Linked DNA regions of Mus musculus: region 2 is linked to region 1. A link is a contact called in public promoter capture Hi-C data. All regions are on one chromosome and are shown on one strand. The core of a region is the stretch at or near the end of the contact, and the rest is flanking DNA. Distances in the headings are between cores, read along the strand shown.

Evidence for each region. Capture Hi-C pulls out chosen DNA fragments and counts their contacts.
Region 2: a promoter capture Hi-C map of adipose tissue shows a contact between it and region 1. The contact joins the promoter of Padi1 here to the promoter of Padi3 in region 1. A contact is called at or near these places in 6 of 39 promoter capture datasets (the 3T3-L1 cell line, 3T3-L1-derived adipocytes, the SN4741 cell line and 3 more), 1 of 15 datasets of contacts at CTCF or cohesin (CD8 T cells), 5 of 484 Hi-C or Micro-C datasets (the G1E-ER4 cell line, the HL-1 cell line, bone marrow-derived macrophages and 1 more), 4 of 115 datasets of contacts at active chromatin or transcription factors (embryonic stem cells, pancreatic cancer cells and vascular smooth muscle cells) and 3 of 9 other capture datasets (adipose tissue, liver and pancreatic islet).

What each region holds. Positions count from the first base shown.
Region 1 is chr4:140,806,880-140,814,011 of GRCm38.p6, reverse strand. Padi3 (peptidyl arginine deiminase, type III) reads left to right here and starts at 3,364. Exons shown (of 16, transcript NM_011060.4): 1 at 3,364-3,496. The coding sequence starts at 3,405. It overlaps Gm13032 (predicted gene 13032), which reads right to left and starts at 3,019. Exons shown (of 3, transcript NR_045944.1): 1 at 2,909-3,019; 2 at 1-818. It overlaps Padi1 (peptidyl arginine deiminase, type I), which reads left to right. Exons shown (of 16, transcript NM_011059.2): 16 at 1-1,031.
Region 2 is chr4:140,842,176-140,849,307 of GRCm38.p6, reverse strand. Padi1 (peptidyl arginine deiminase, type I) reads left to right here and starts at 3,530. Exons shown (of 16, transcript NM_011059.2): 1 at 3,530-3,748. The coding sequence starts at 3,657.

The DNA.
Region 1 (7,132 bases), core at 2,115-4,614:
TTAATTATGAGCCCTGGTGCTTCCTGTTGGAAGATGCCGCGGGCCATAGGGAGCCCGTCGTAAGTCTGCAAGCGTGGGTGGGGGTGGGCAGGAAGGTTGGACCAGGAAAGCAGAGAGCTTGCCCATCTTGGGGTGGGGAACCTGGAAGCCTGGGACTCGTGGCTGGGTGTTTAGGGCCCCTGAACCTGAAGGCTGTTGGTCCAGATGTGGAGGGGGTGGGGCCCAAGGTATTAGGAGAGGGTGGGGTAGGTCATTAAGTTACATCTGGAGGTGAGGCCTAATTTCCTCTAATAGTCTCTAATTACTCCCGATCCTGCTGCAGGCAGTGGGAGGGAAGGGCCCACACTCCCCTAGCAGCCAGGGACCCTACACAACATTTGTACTGCCCCAGTAAACCCCATGGCAGGCCTGTGTCCCCCACCCCCACCCCCAGTAGGACAGACAGCTGGCCTGGAGGCTAATAGCACCAGCTGAGGTAACAGAGGCATGTGGAGGCAAGCAGGCAGGCAGACCCAGCTGCAGGGCATGGCTGGCAGAGGCCTGCCATCTTCCTCCTGTGGTCCAGGAGCCACCACAGGCCACTGGATTCTGTCTTGGTATTTTTAGTAGTTTCTGGTGCCACCCCAGACTTGAGGCAGCTGCTGTCACTTCATAACCGGCGGACACTCAGTTAGCGAAGGCTTCCATGAAAGTGTTAGGCTAGGCATGGCCTAGTAGGCATTGGCTCTTCCCCCTTCCAGAAGGGTCTGTGGAACTGGAACCCCATTTGTAGGCTCTCTGCACGAACAGCCTCCTCTATGAGCATGGCCCGGCTGCAGCTGAGACACGGAGAAGGAGAAGAAGAAGATAAAGGAGGATGAGAAGGGTTGGGGCGATGCCCGACCTCTGAAGAGGAGAGGAGACAGGCGACCATGGGAGCAAGTCTTCAGCACCACATGATGGGGACTCTGGAGTTGCCGCTCAGGCTGTCTGGGGTCCTGGCTGACTGGCCACCGTCTTTCTCATCAATAAAAACATCGTTGTGCATTCTTTAACTGGCTGCCTCATTTGCGCCTGGGCCGACAGAGGGATAAGAAAATGAGGGGCCAGCTTCCCTGATCTCCACACCCTAGCACAGATCCCTAGGCTCGGTGCCAGCAGGGCCTCAGGCGGCCCTTGTCAGCTGAGCAGCTTCCTGGGCTGAGGCAGGTGAATGCCAGACAGCCGCTGATTCGACAGAATCCTTGATCCATGGCCACTCCCCCGCGCCGCCCCCCCCCCCCCCGCCTGCCTGAGATACTATCGAGGAGGGACCTGCCTCTTCCTCTTCCTCTTCCTCTCCTCTTCCCTTGGTTTTATGGAAAGAGGTGGGGAGGCTGGCAGAAGGGGGCGATGCTCCAAGGCACCGGGATCCAGGACAGGTCAACGCAATTCCGTAGCCCTGACTCCGGTGCTGAGTTCCCTAGGCCTGGTGGTCTGATCTTCGGAAACATCGCTTCTTTTCATCTTACACACTTGCTGTGATCTCAGACTATTCCCTTTGACAGACATTTTAGCACAAGGCTCATCAGGTCCCCAGCACAATGTGCCAGCACCCTTGGAGGATGCTTACCCACTCTTTCCACCCATCCCCCACAGTCAGGGAGGATGTCTGGAACTTTATCAAGCGTGCTGGTTCTTATCTAACACTGACGCCATTTGCTGGAAACCAGATGCCCTGGGTTCGGGTTGCTTTGGAGAATGCCCTTTCCATACCCTGGGCCACCGCAGAGGGGACAGTCATAGGCTCCAAATGTCAGCCTCCGACTGGTGCAAATGGAGGACCCTAGGAAGTGAGTGGGTTCTGGTCCCTGCCCTGCCCTGGGGGGGCAGCAGCTGGGAGGAGGGACTCTACTCAGCACTTCTGAGCCTCCACAGCCATTATCTCTGCCCGAGCGGGTGACTGGCCACATTTTCTAGACCTGAGGAAACAAGCCCCAGGAGAAGAGATGGAATCCCGTCAGTACGTGGTGCAGCCGATCAAACCCGACTCCCCTGCCCAGAGTCCTTGTTCTTGCAGATACCTCTTGCCTCAGTTTCCCCATCTACAAGAGGGCAACCTACGCTGATATTCTTGGTCCTGATGACATTGGTCACTGTTGTATCATTTACCCCCTTGGGAGGGTTTGACCTCCAACATCAGCCTTAGGAAAGTGAGCCCATATCCACGTTACAACTGCCCAGCTGTGATCCCCTCAGCCAGGGCTCAATTGGTGGTGGTGGTGGGCTGAAGTAAGGTGTGTGTGTGTGTGTGTGTGTGTGTGTGAAGTGCCACCAGGAAGACCCTGAGGTAGGAGGAAGCTCACTCTCTCTCTAGTCTTACAACCCAAGCTTTTAATTAAGAAAGGCGGGCAGAGGTCCAAGAAGGTGGCCCAGTGGGTAAAGGTGCTAGCCACCAAGCCTGACGACTTGGAATGGACCTGGTAGGAGGAAACAAGTCCTCCAGCCTCTGCACAGGTGCCACGGCACAGGTGGGCACCACCTCTCCCAGAAATGTAAAAATCAGACCGATCTAGAAATACATATAGATGGGGAGGGGGGCGAAGCTGGGGATGTGGCTCGGTTGGTAGAGCCTAGCACACACAATGCTCTAGGTGTGATTTCCAACACCAGATAAAATGGAGTAGAGTGGTGCAGATCTGTAATCCCAGCGCTTGGGAGGCAGAAGGATCTGAGGTTTAAGACTGTTGTTAACCTCATAGTGAGTTTGGAGTATTTGAGACTCAGAGAGAGAGAGAGAGAGAGAGAGAGAGAGAATAAAAAGAGAGGAAGATGGGTGGAGAGAAGGGGGAGGGGAAGAGGCAGGGGGAAGGGGAAGAACGGGGGGGAGGGGGGAGGGGAGGAAGAGGGAAAGGGGGAGGGAGAGGGGGAGGAGCGAGGCAAGACCAACATTTCTCATAGGTTTGCATGAAGCATCCAGGGGCCACCTGCACTTCCGGTTGCCTGCACCAGGGTGAAGTGGGGCCTTGCATCCTGCATCCTCAGCGGCCCTTCCAGCAGTGTAAACAGAGGCAAGAGGACAGAGACAGGCCAGGACAAAGCCCTGGGTTCCCCTGCGTGTCCTCCCCCTCCCCCTCCCCCTAACCACCCCAGATGTGCTGGCCAAGCACCTGTGGGGACTTGTTTTCTCTCTAGGTAGAAATTAACTCCTTGGGTGCCCTGGGGTGGGAGCCCCAGGTTCATATGCAAATATCAGAACCCTTCCGGCCAGTCCTGAAGAGAGGATTGGCTCTTTGGCCTCTGAGAAGAGGCTGGGCTTCTAGAGCTAGAGCCAATAAGCTTGCGCCCTGAGCTGGAGGGGCGGAGCTGGGTACTTTAAAGGCACATCCTGGGGGACCTCTGGCTAGTGCTGGGTTTGGTGGCCAAAGCCCCCATCCTAGGCCGGCATGTCTCTACAGAGGATTGTGCGTGTGTCTCTGGAGCACCCCACCAGCGCTGTGTGTGTGGCAGGGGTTGAGACCATCGTGGACATTTATGGGTAAGAGTTGGTTCTGGAGGGTCTGGGGTTCGTCGTGTGGAGTCCGTGGGCCTTCACGGCTAGGAGCTGTGTTCCTCAGGGCACAGGCTGGGCCTACGGTGCCTCATCTGTAGTCTTAACCTGGGAACCTCTGCCCACTGTGGGAAGCGTGGGTCCTTCCTGCAGTCAGCCCCGTTCCCAGCAGGGTTTTTGAACCTGAGGATCCAGGCAGAGCTGAGCTCCGTACATTGGACTTAGACAGTTCTGGGGCCATGGGCTCATTTCTCGGTTTAAGGGTCCTTAGAAGAGACTGGTCACAAGAAAGGGAAGGGACCTGAACTCTCATCCTCCAACCCCTTATGAGCACAGGGAGAATCAAGTCATTTCTTAAAAGGCCACATCTACTCACGGACCTAGCACTTAAGGTGCCAAGCTCTGTCCCCAGAGCTGGTCACAGTTTCTCAGACTCCACCCTGACAAGAGCCCTGACGTTAACACTATCTCAGGTGATGTTCACAAAGTACCAGTGGTGGCACAGAGAGGTTGAGCCATTAGCCCATGTCACCTGGAGGCAAAGCTGAGCTTTGAGCCCACTGTAGACTTACTAAGGACTTCGTGTCTAGCTGCCCAGCCCCTGGAGCCCCAGGGCTTCAGATCCACGGTCACTCATCACCTATGCGCTGTGGCTGCTGTGGGCCAGGGTGGCTTGGCTAGGGGTTTTGTAGGACCGGGGCTGGTTTCTTAGGCTTTTGAGTCCCAGCTCTGAGACTGAGCTGAGGAGATTCCAAGGATGCAGGGATCAGGGTGTCACCTCTCAGACCTTCCTGCCCCCATCTTGGATGTGGCTTCAGCACTGGGCCACCAGAAGTCCCTGCGGGACTGTGCCACTCACTGTAACACTGTGAGAATCATCTTTGGTCTTCATTTGCCAGGGGCCGACAGTGCTCCCAACCCTGCTGGGCCAGCCAAAACTCAGACGTTGTCAGGTATGCCCCAGGGGCCAAAGTTTCACACCCTTTGAGAACAAACATCCAGAAGTAAGAGTTTCAAGTGTGGAGTGAAATCGGTTGGGGTCTGAGGTAGGGAGGGAAGGAGTGAGCTGCCAGTCACAGGAGATAACCAAGTCCGAGATAAGCTGCATGCCAGGAGCTAGCTCCTGGCTGCGGGTAGGTGGACTGTGAGATATGCAGAGGGGAGTCTCTGTAGCTTTAGCTTCCAAAGATTCGGGCAGGACAGGAAGTGGGATGGATGCTGCCTGGCGCCACAGCCTGCTCCAGGGCTGCGTGCCCATAGGGGTGACTCACTGCCCAGCTGCCTTGTGCCCATTGGGTAGATATATCTCCGGTTTGACTTGTCCAGGGAGCTGGGGATAGCTTCTCCTCCCCCTCCCTCTCCTGCTCCTCTCAGAGGTGCCTTCGAGGGTGGAGGATGGGCTGGGTGGGAGGCAAGCCGCTGGGCTGGGGGTAACTTGAGTGACTAGGGCCATGATGGGGATTCACCAAGAAGACTGGGGATGGGGCAGTCATGGGTGGTGGCAGGGCTTTGGTGTTTTCTAGGATTTCTGCACATAGTGATGGCCAATCCCCCTGGGAAATAGAGTATCACACTCACGGGGCATGGGCTTCTTTGAGCGTTGGTGTACAGCCGTCCTGGGGATGCTCAGAAGTGAAGGGTTGTTCTAGTGTCGGCCAGGCGCTGTCCAGTGAGGGTTGCAGAGATGACCTGTGTCTTGGTTGTGAGCCTTGCCTCGAATGGCTGAGCCATCTCTACAGCCCGCGACTTGTGTCTTGGAAGGGGATAGCAAGACTGGACATCTTAGGGTATTCTTCCCGGATCCTAGCCCTAGCCTACAAACCAGGAGCAGCAGGATGGTGGCTCAGCGCTGGCTCTGGTACTTCCCAGCTGCCTCATCTTGGGACGCTCTTTCCCCGGGGACTCTGCCTCTGGCTCTGTAATGTGATGAACCAGTGATGTGACTGGGCAGTGGGCTCTTGGTGGCTTGCGTCGTCTTGAGTATTTTACCCAGATGCCCCAGCTTACCACAGCGGCCTCGCCATCTCAGAGGTTAACCCAGAGAGGTTAACTAACCTGTCAGAGGTGGCGTAGCCAGTTGGTAGAGAGGCATGAGGCCGTCTGAACTGTTTGGTTCTTTCTTCAGAGAGACCTGGGAGGAGGGCAGAGATGGCATGTAGACTACAGAGCGCAGAGCCAATGCTAACATGCACAGAAATCATTTCCATTATTTTATGGCTCTGCCCTGAGTCTGGGGAAAGTCTCAAGTGTTCCCAAACCTGCCGTTTATCAGCTGGGTAGGACCAGGAGATGGAGAAATGGGGAAAAAGAAAGAAAGAGAGAGAGAGGAGAGAGAGAGAGAGAGAGAGAGAGAGAGAGAGAGAGAGAGAGAGAGAGAGAGAAAGAAAGAAAGAAAGAAAGAAAGAAAGAAAGAAAGAAAGAAAGAAAGAAAGAAAGAAAGAAAGAAAGAAAGAAAGAAAGAAAGATCCAAAGATCCACCCCAGGACCATTCTCAGGGCTGAGAATTCAGCCCTGGGGGCAGAGAAAGAAAGTTTGGTTCATACTGGGAAGAAGGAAAGTTCTGGAAGAGCCACAGTTGCAGGCTGAAATGAGACAAGAAGGCTGGCTGAAAGCAACCTTCAGACATTCTCCTAACATGTGACTCACATCTAGGTGTCTGTTCCCTAGGGCTGCTTGGCCCAGCTGTCATCTTTATAATGTGTCATATATGAGAGTGGAAAGCAGTCCCCAGGCTGGCCCGGTGGTGGCTGCTGGAGCTCACCCATCCCTTCTTCTGAATAGGGAAACTGAGGTCCGGTGGGTGAAAGGATCTAACCAGCTTAAGGAAGCAAGTTAAGATAGAAACCAGGCCTTGAGACCCAAAAAGCCCATGACATATTGTAGTGGGAACCCAGTTCCCAAGGTCCCGTGAGGCTGGGGGAAGCTCAGGGCCCCTTGCGTGTTCAGGTCGACATCTGGGAGACCTGGGAAGAGTCAGGTGTGGTCTGTCTGCATGGCTGCAGTAGTCTCAGAGTGGCCACGTGCTTCTTAGCTCTCTTAAACCAGCCCAGTCCCCTTGGAGCGAGCCCCAGAAGCTGCGGAAAATCCAGAAGGTGGGCGGCCATGACGGAGACCCCTGTCCCACCAGGGAGGTCTTCACCAACAGGAAGTTGTGTAGACTTCCCCAGGGAAGCTTTTCTCTGGGCAGGTGTCTCTTACAACCACACCTAGCCATGAGGTGGCACCCTCCTTTCTGCAGTGTCTCCACCCCAGCTGCACCTTGTGTCATGTAGAAGGATCTCTGGGTCTGGGACTCCATTGCTAGAAGACTCCCTCCCTTAGCATGTACAAGGCTGCGGGTGGGTGTTCTGATTCCTGTACTGTAAAGACCACATATGCTGACTTAAGGCTGTATTCCAGAATGTAAGAGATAGAAGCAAGAGAATTAGAAGTTCAAGGTCATCCTTGGCTACATAAAAAAATTCAAGGCTAGCCTGGGCTACATAAGACCCTGTCAGAATAAAGTGTGGATCAAGCTATCTCACCTCCAAATCTCAGGTGGGGCATGGCTGGGGGTTTCTTGCAGTGATAAAGCACTTGATTAGTACATTTGAAATTCTGTGTGTCATAACCACACACACACTC
Region 2 (7,132 bases), core at 2,281-4,780, 35 kb before region 1:
GGAGGGGGTAGTAACGTCTCCCAGCTCCCACCCCGGCTCCTCCCAGACCTGAACTAGCCTACCTGGAGTCTCAAGTTCAAAGAGAATACAGCTTGGGTGTGCAGGATGTGACTTTGTGGGTTGTGGGTAGGGTGGGGGCCTGGACAGGTCATGGTGTCTCCCGGGAAATGTTCTCAGGTAGAAGGAAAGGAAGAGGGGTGAGGAGGGTCCTAGAGAGGACGGGAGAAGAGACGCGGGGGTTTCCTTCAATGAGAGAATAATGACAGTGGGAGCTGCTTTCTAAAACAGAGCAGATGACTGTTCAGATTGCCCATGACTTTATTTGAACAACACGAGGAAGTGCACAGAAGATGGACGAGGGCCTAATGCATCCCTGGCAGGGGACTGTGGGTGACCAAGAGCCCAGAAGCTCTGGCCTCAGTTCCCTTTTGAGGCTCTGTAAAATAGAAGTGCGTCCTATGGCGTCCCCGCCCATCCCTCTACAGCCTTTCTTTCTCTTCTTCATTTTCCTCAAGCCCGAGAGTGAGCCCTTGGAGAAAGCAGGTCCTGATGGCCCCCTGCCCTGCCTACAATGTCCGAGAGCCCAGCCAAGCCTTGAGCTGTCTGAACTTGGGTTTCCAGGATTGGTTGGAAGTCGTCACCTGGAATTGTTGGGAAGGTCAGATGGGTAAATGTGTGGAAGAGTCTTACAATCTGTCCAGCACAGGGGAGGCTGATCGGTGCTTACAAGTTTGACGTACCTCGTTGTCATGAGCACCGCCACTGTCTTCATCCAGCATTGCCACTGTCTTCTTAGACACCAATCACCTTTCTCCTCTTCTCCTTTCTTTCTCTTCCATCTATTCATTTATCCATTCATCCATTCACCCATTTGATCATTCACTCATTCCTCCATCCATTTGTCCACTCATCCATAAGTTCATCGATCTACTTGTCTGTCCATCCATCCATCCATCCATCCATCCATCCATCCATCCATCCATCCATCCAATCTTCCTCAGTGGAAGCCTCTGGTCTTCAGATGAACTTCCTTTATAGTCTTTACACTATTTATAGACAGTGGACGTTTTTTCTATCCCTAGGATAGCTTAGACAAAATGACGGGGTCCTGGTTCTTTTGGCTTGAAGAAGGGATGTGGAAAGGCCACTCCTGAAGTTTTGCTGGCTTCTGTACCTGGAGGGCAAACTGAGGCTTAGTCTTGATGCCTACAGTATCATGAGCTTTTAAGGCCACAATATTACACTCAGATGTGCTGGCAGCAAAGAAGATCATTCTGGAAAAGGGAACCAAATAAAAGTAGATGGCATTTTTCTTTGCTTGTTTCCTGGTTCCCTTGGTTCCTGAGGTAGGAACCTCCATCGGGCTGCTGGGTAGGCTTCCTGCTGGGAGTGCATCTCTGACGTCCCCTGCCTGTGGACAGGAGATTCTTGGTTGTGTGTCTCCTGCTTGGGAGGTGTGTCCTGTGGCTCCAGAGATGTGTTTCTCTGGACCCTGGCCCTCATCACAAAGAAGACATGCTATTCACCCTCTCCTATCAGCAGTCCTGTGGTATCTTCCTGTTTACAACAGAATGGTCCAGCCGAGACCCACACTGAGTCTCTTGTCCATCCAACCAAGACACCATCCCTTTGATCACTCGGGCCCTGAACACTGTGGCCATCCTTGCAATCTTCTTCCTATTAAACTTCCAATTCACCAGCTGACACCATCAGCTGCACTGTCTTCAAGACCTGCTCTCCATCCCATTCCTCACTCCAATGACACCCCAGGATCAGGGCACCATCACCTCTGCCCAGAGGGTGGAGAGCCTGCAGCCTCTAACATCATCTCTCTTGCCTCTGGGTGGTGTCTATTCCTAGCCCATCAAGTCCTCAGAGCAAGGGACCTGGACTTCTCTGCTTCTGCTAGGGAAGAGTGCCCAGGAGCCCAGCAACACCTGTGTGAGCACAGGGCATCTGGGACCTTGTCACTCCACGTCTCAGAACTTGCCTCCTGAGCTCAGATAAGAGTTTCCCTATATACTCTTCTCCCTTTCTTTCTTTCCTTCTTTCCTTCCTTCCTTGTTGAAAGACCAGACTTAAACTCATTACACGGCTCAGGATGACCTTGAACTCCTGACCTCTCCTGTCGAAGATGCAGGCATTCACTGCCGTGACACTCAGTTTTATGCGATAGGAAAGATGGAAAGAAGATAGGAAGGAAGGAAGGAAGGAAGGAAGGAAGGAAGGAAGGAAGGAAGGAAAGAAGGAAGGACATTTATTATACCATTTCAAAAGTGTCCATACCCGTGCTTGTGTCTGTCTGTCTCTCTCATACACACAGATACCCAAACATGATCTACATCAAAATTAGTAGGCACATGCTCTATGTAACTTTTACCCTCCTCATGTTTCCCCTTGGGTCATTTTCAACTTTAAAGAAATAAGTTTCCTAGCACAGGAAGATGATATTAGGGGCAGCGCACCAACAGGTTTGTGTAGACCGTAGTCACGTGACGTCAGCCACGCGTGGAACTCGCTTTGCTGTTTGCCTGTGGGAAGGCTGGGTAAGACACCCGAGACGCCCCCATTCTCCAGGATCACATAAGGACGATTCCGTCCCTCCTCACAGGGCCACTGTGGGAGTGAAAGACGGGTAAGTGATCTGGGTAAGCTGGCGCAGGCTTAGTCCCAGCACTTGGGAGGCAGAGGCAGAAAGAGGAAGAGGAAGTGGATCTCTGTGAGTTCGAGGCCAGCTAGGTCTACAGAGTGAGTTCCAGGAACAACAACAACAACTAAATAAATAAATAAAAATAAAAAATAAAATAAAAAGAAAGAAAGAAAGAAGAAAGACATGTAAGTGAAGGAAGGAGGTAGAGTGGGGCATCTCGACCTAACACTTCGAGCCCATGGTCAAGGTGATCGCTCATTGACTTTGTGCCCTCTGATTTCTGGGAACCTCTGAGTTCTGGGTACCAGCATATCACCTCCTGGTGGATTTGTGCGCAGGCAGCTCTACCACTCTCTAGCAATGTAACTAGAGGCCTGACTAGCTGCCAGCACCTCTTTTAGACAAGGCTAACTCTCCCACTACCCTGAACTTTCACCCCGTGAGGTCCTCCTGTCTCAGTAGCTGTCACACACACGGGGTCACTGAGTCCAGGGGAGCTCTCGAGCCTCTGAGTGTCAGGCCTTGGATTCGAACCTCACACAATGCCCTGAGGACTGGACTGCCTCAGTCGGGAGATAGGATCTACACATTTCTTAGTGTGAGCCCTCAGAGAGGCAGTCGCAGGGTGGGCTCAGGCACCAAGAGGCTGGGTGGCAAGGCTGGGACCCTCTGAGCCTCCTTGTTGGCAGCCAAACCTGGCTGATTTCAGGTCCCCTTCCCACCCCACAGAGAGTTTCAAACACCTCCCTCCCAGCCTCCTAGATTGACAGCCCATGACTTAGGTGACTGGGCATGGAGCCAGGAGGTGGGGACCAGGCTCAGGCAGGCTCCCCAGGTTGCAGGGTGAAATTAAAAGGGAGGAGAGAGCTCCAGCCCATCAGAAGGCACGCTCCTACCCGGCAGCCGGGTGTCCCCAAGGAGATCTGGGGAGCCGGGGAGCATCTGGGGCTTGTGGCTGCTGGGCACCCAAGCTGACCCGACCAGGAGACTGGAAGCTCGACACAGGATGGCCTCCCCGAGAGCTGTGCAGCTGTCTCTGAGAAAGCCGACTCACGCTGTGTGCGTGGTAGGTGTGGAGACACTGGTGAACGTCTATAGGTAAGACCCGGGATGCTTTCCTGTTCTCAGGGCAGGGGATCCGCAGGCAAAAGAGGGTGCAGGGGAGGGGAGCTGGCAGGGTGATGTCAGACACCAGAGATGGTGGAGCTGCCTTCAGAGCTTATGGGGGAAGGAAATTGGGTCTGCCCAGTGCACTGGGGTCAGGACATTGGGTCCAGTCCCTGGATGAATGAAGGTGGGCTCAGGAGATGACCCTGAGTCCTGGGACCAAGCTCTGTCTGGGTTCTACATGACAGTCTTCAAATGGAGCAGCAGAAGGAAGTGGGGCTGGAGCCAGGGAAGAGGGTTGGGCCCCCCTTCCTCCCTCCACGTCTTGCCAGTTTTCCACCTCTCTGCGGTTAGGGGTGTGCATGTGACATCTTGACCCTTGGAGGCCAGCCAGGGACAACCAGAGTGACTGGGATTAAGAGGGAGTGGTCAAGGCATAACTCAATGACTTAATTTAAGAAGCGATCCTGGAGCAAAGCCTGGGACTTGGGCTGGCAAGAGACGATGATGGTGATGATGATGGTGATGATGGTGGTGTGGTGGTGGTGATGATGGTGGTTGTGATGGCGGCAATAGCGACATCTGAATAAGATAGCCATGACTTCAGTTTTCCCCATCGACCCAAATCTTCCCTGTCCTGGCTCTGCTTAGATAGGGATGCAGGGACCTGGTCGGCAGCCTCAGCTCTTTACCTGATCACTATGGAAGTTGGTGATCTCTGAGGCCTGTGGAGCTCTAGGTGAGGTGCCTTCCACAGGAAGCTGAGGGCCGGGAGTTGCCAGGCACCATCTGAACTCAGCTCACCCTTGGGGCTCAGTCCTACATTAGCCCAGGCAAATGGGGGAGCGCTGTACCCATTGCCTGTCTGAACTTCACTGATGCTTTTTGTCTTAACTGTAATGCTGTAGGGTCCCGGGGACAGGGATGGGAAGGGACAGACAGACACTCTGGAGGCCAGACTTTGACTACCCTCCACTGGGAACCAGAGTGGCTAATGGAATTATATCCACTCTTGCCCGTTTAGCATACGAATCTAGATTTAATGAATAGGGTACATTGAGTGAAGAGAGGTGGGGGAAGAAGGAGGAAGAGGAGGAGGAAGAAGAGGGAAAGGAAAGAGATAGAGACAGACAGAAACAGAGAGAGACAGACAGACAGAGAGAGACAGACAGAGAGAGAATTTTTGGTGCTCCCTGGGCCTTCACACATGCTAGACAAATGTTCTACCTCGGGACCAGCCCCCAGAATTTTTTTTTGGCTATGGCGTGGAGCATCCGTACCCTGCATCCTGCAGCTGAGCTGAAGCTCGGCTGAGACCCCCCCCCCCTGTGCTGCATCTGGCAGTCTGCTTTGACACTGATGTCAGGGGAGGAGAGCCCATGCGTGGGTCCCGCCTGCCTGAATCCAGGGCCCTGCTCTCGCCTAGGGATAAGGCTGTTTCTAGAAAGGTTCTTCCAAACCTCAGCCCTGGGTTACTCTACTACGGCACTTGGCAGAGTGCCAGGTCTACCTTCTGTCATCCGGTCCCCATCCCCATCTGGTCCCATCCCTCCCACCCCCATCCCTCCCCTGACCCCCATCCCACCCCACCCCATCCCACCCCCACCACAGCTAACTTCTAGAGTCCCTGGCTTTTCATTGCCCAGGGCTCTGAGTCCTGATTGGATGATCTGGGCCCCTCTGAAGTTCAGTGTGGCGGTTACATATGCAGCCCGGTGCGGTGCGCATCCTGGCTCTGTTGGTCCCTGGCTGTGTGGTCTCACCCCGGCGAGACACTGCCCTTCTGGGAGCCTGCTTCTGCTTCTCCGAGTGAACTCAACAGTGCCACCATCATGGGTTGGGGGGGACGAATGAGACCTGCCTGTGCTTGTCTGTGGTAGGTTGTGCCAGCTGTGGCCACTCCCACATCTGTTCTTTCCATTACTCCTTGGAGGAGGGAAAGGACAAGGTCAGCACAGGGTATATGGAGGGACACCAAGCCCTTAGCATTGTCCTTCAGTGTGACTGGCCCTGCCTTGGCTGTGGTGTCCCTTGACTGACTCTGGGAGGGACTACAGTGTCAGCTCTGTACCTGAGCGCTGACTAACATTACAGCTATCCAGAGTTTACAAGGGACACAGGAATTCACTTTGTGACACCGAGGAGGAATTCTCCTGCCCAGAGGCAGTGGCAGTGGGAAAGGTACCTTGAATGGACAAGCCAGTGGGACTTCCAGGAGCCTGAGGCTCCCCCAGGGGCTGGGTTAGAGCCAGGCCACACATGATGGTGTGATGAACTTGGGGCTCCTCCACCCCTTTGCTTGGTGACTGGCTCCAGTGGAGGCCAAGGGGCTCAAAACTGGTCTTGCTTGCTGATAAGCCTGGGGAAGATCCCCCCAAGTATGAGGTATGCTGGTCATCTGAGCTGCCCAGAGTTTGAACCTCCAGATGATAGTGTATAAGGTGACATCAGAGGAAATGATTAATCTCCCCAGAGGCCACATGGCCTGGCAATTTGAAAAAATGTTTGTATGTGGGGTTAATTGTGTGCCATGAGGTAACTAGTCTCAACAGGGGCTGTAGGCCGTCCTACAGCCACAGGGCTAGCTTAATGCCTCTCTCCTGGTGGGTCATCTCACCACATCAACTCCCATCCCCAATAGGCTGCCTGCTTCAGCACCCTGACCCCTTCAGGCCGTTGGGCTACTTTCAGCAAAGTGAAATAAGATGTTCGGGGATTTAGGGCAAGGAGTATGGCGGAACAGTGGGGGGAGGGGTGGGCGGGATGCATGAAACTCTCCGATGAGCTACAGGAAGGACCAGGCCTGAGCATCTCCTGGGCTTCTTGAATTCCAAAACCAACCATGCCCTACAGTGTATCTGTCTGACTCTCCCCGCCTGGGTAAATAAGTGCTGTCAGCCTCGAGGGAGCACGGGGAGGCAGAGCTGGGATCCCAGTCTGAGGGGCTGACGGGCTGCAGGTGCTGCTGGGACCAGGCTGGGCACCTGCTCTCCTCACTCCAGCCTGTCCTTGTACCTGCATAAGGAAGAGCACCTTTGTTGGGAGGTGACGTTCAAACAATTCCATTTTTTGAGTTCCTGGACTGTATGAGGCCACAGAGGAAAGAAGCACTGTTCTGGTCCCCTGGTCCCCTGAGGGCTGTCAGGGGTAGAACAGTAAGTGAACAGTGGGCATCCCCACAGCATAAAGAGCATCGAGCCGGACACGGAGCCACACTGTCATTCCACCACTTAGGAGACTGAGGCAGGAGGACCGCAAGTCTAAGGCCAGCCTGGGCAACTGTGTGACATTCTGTCTGAAGATAAAAAGTAAAAAGTGAGCTGGCTGTGTAGCTCAGTGGTAGAGTGAGCATGCGGGAGGCCCTGGGTTCAATCC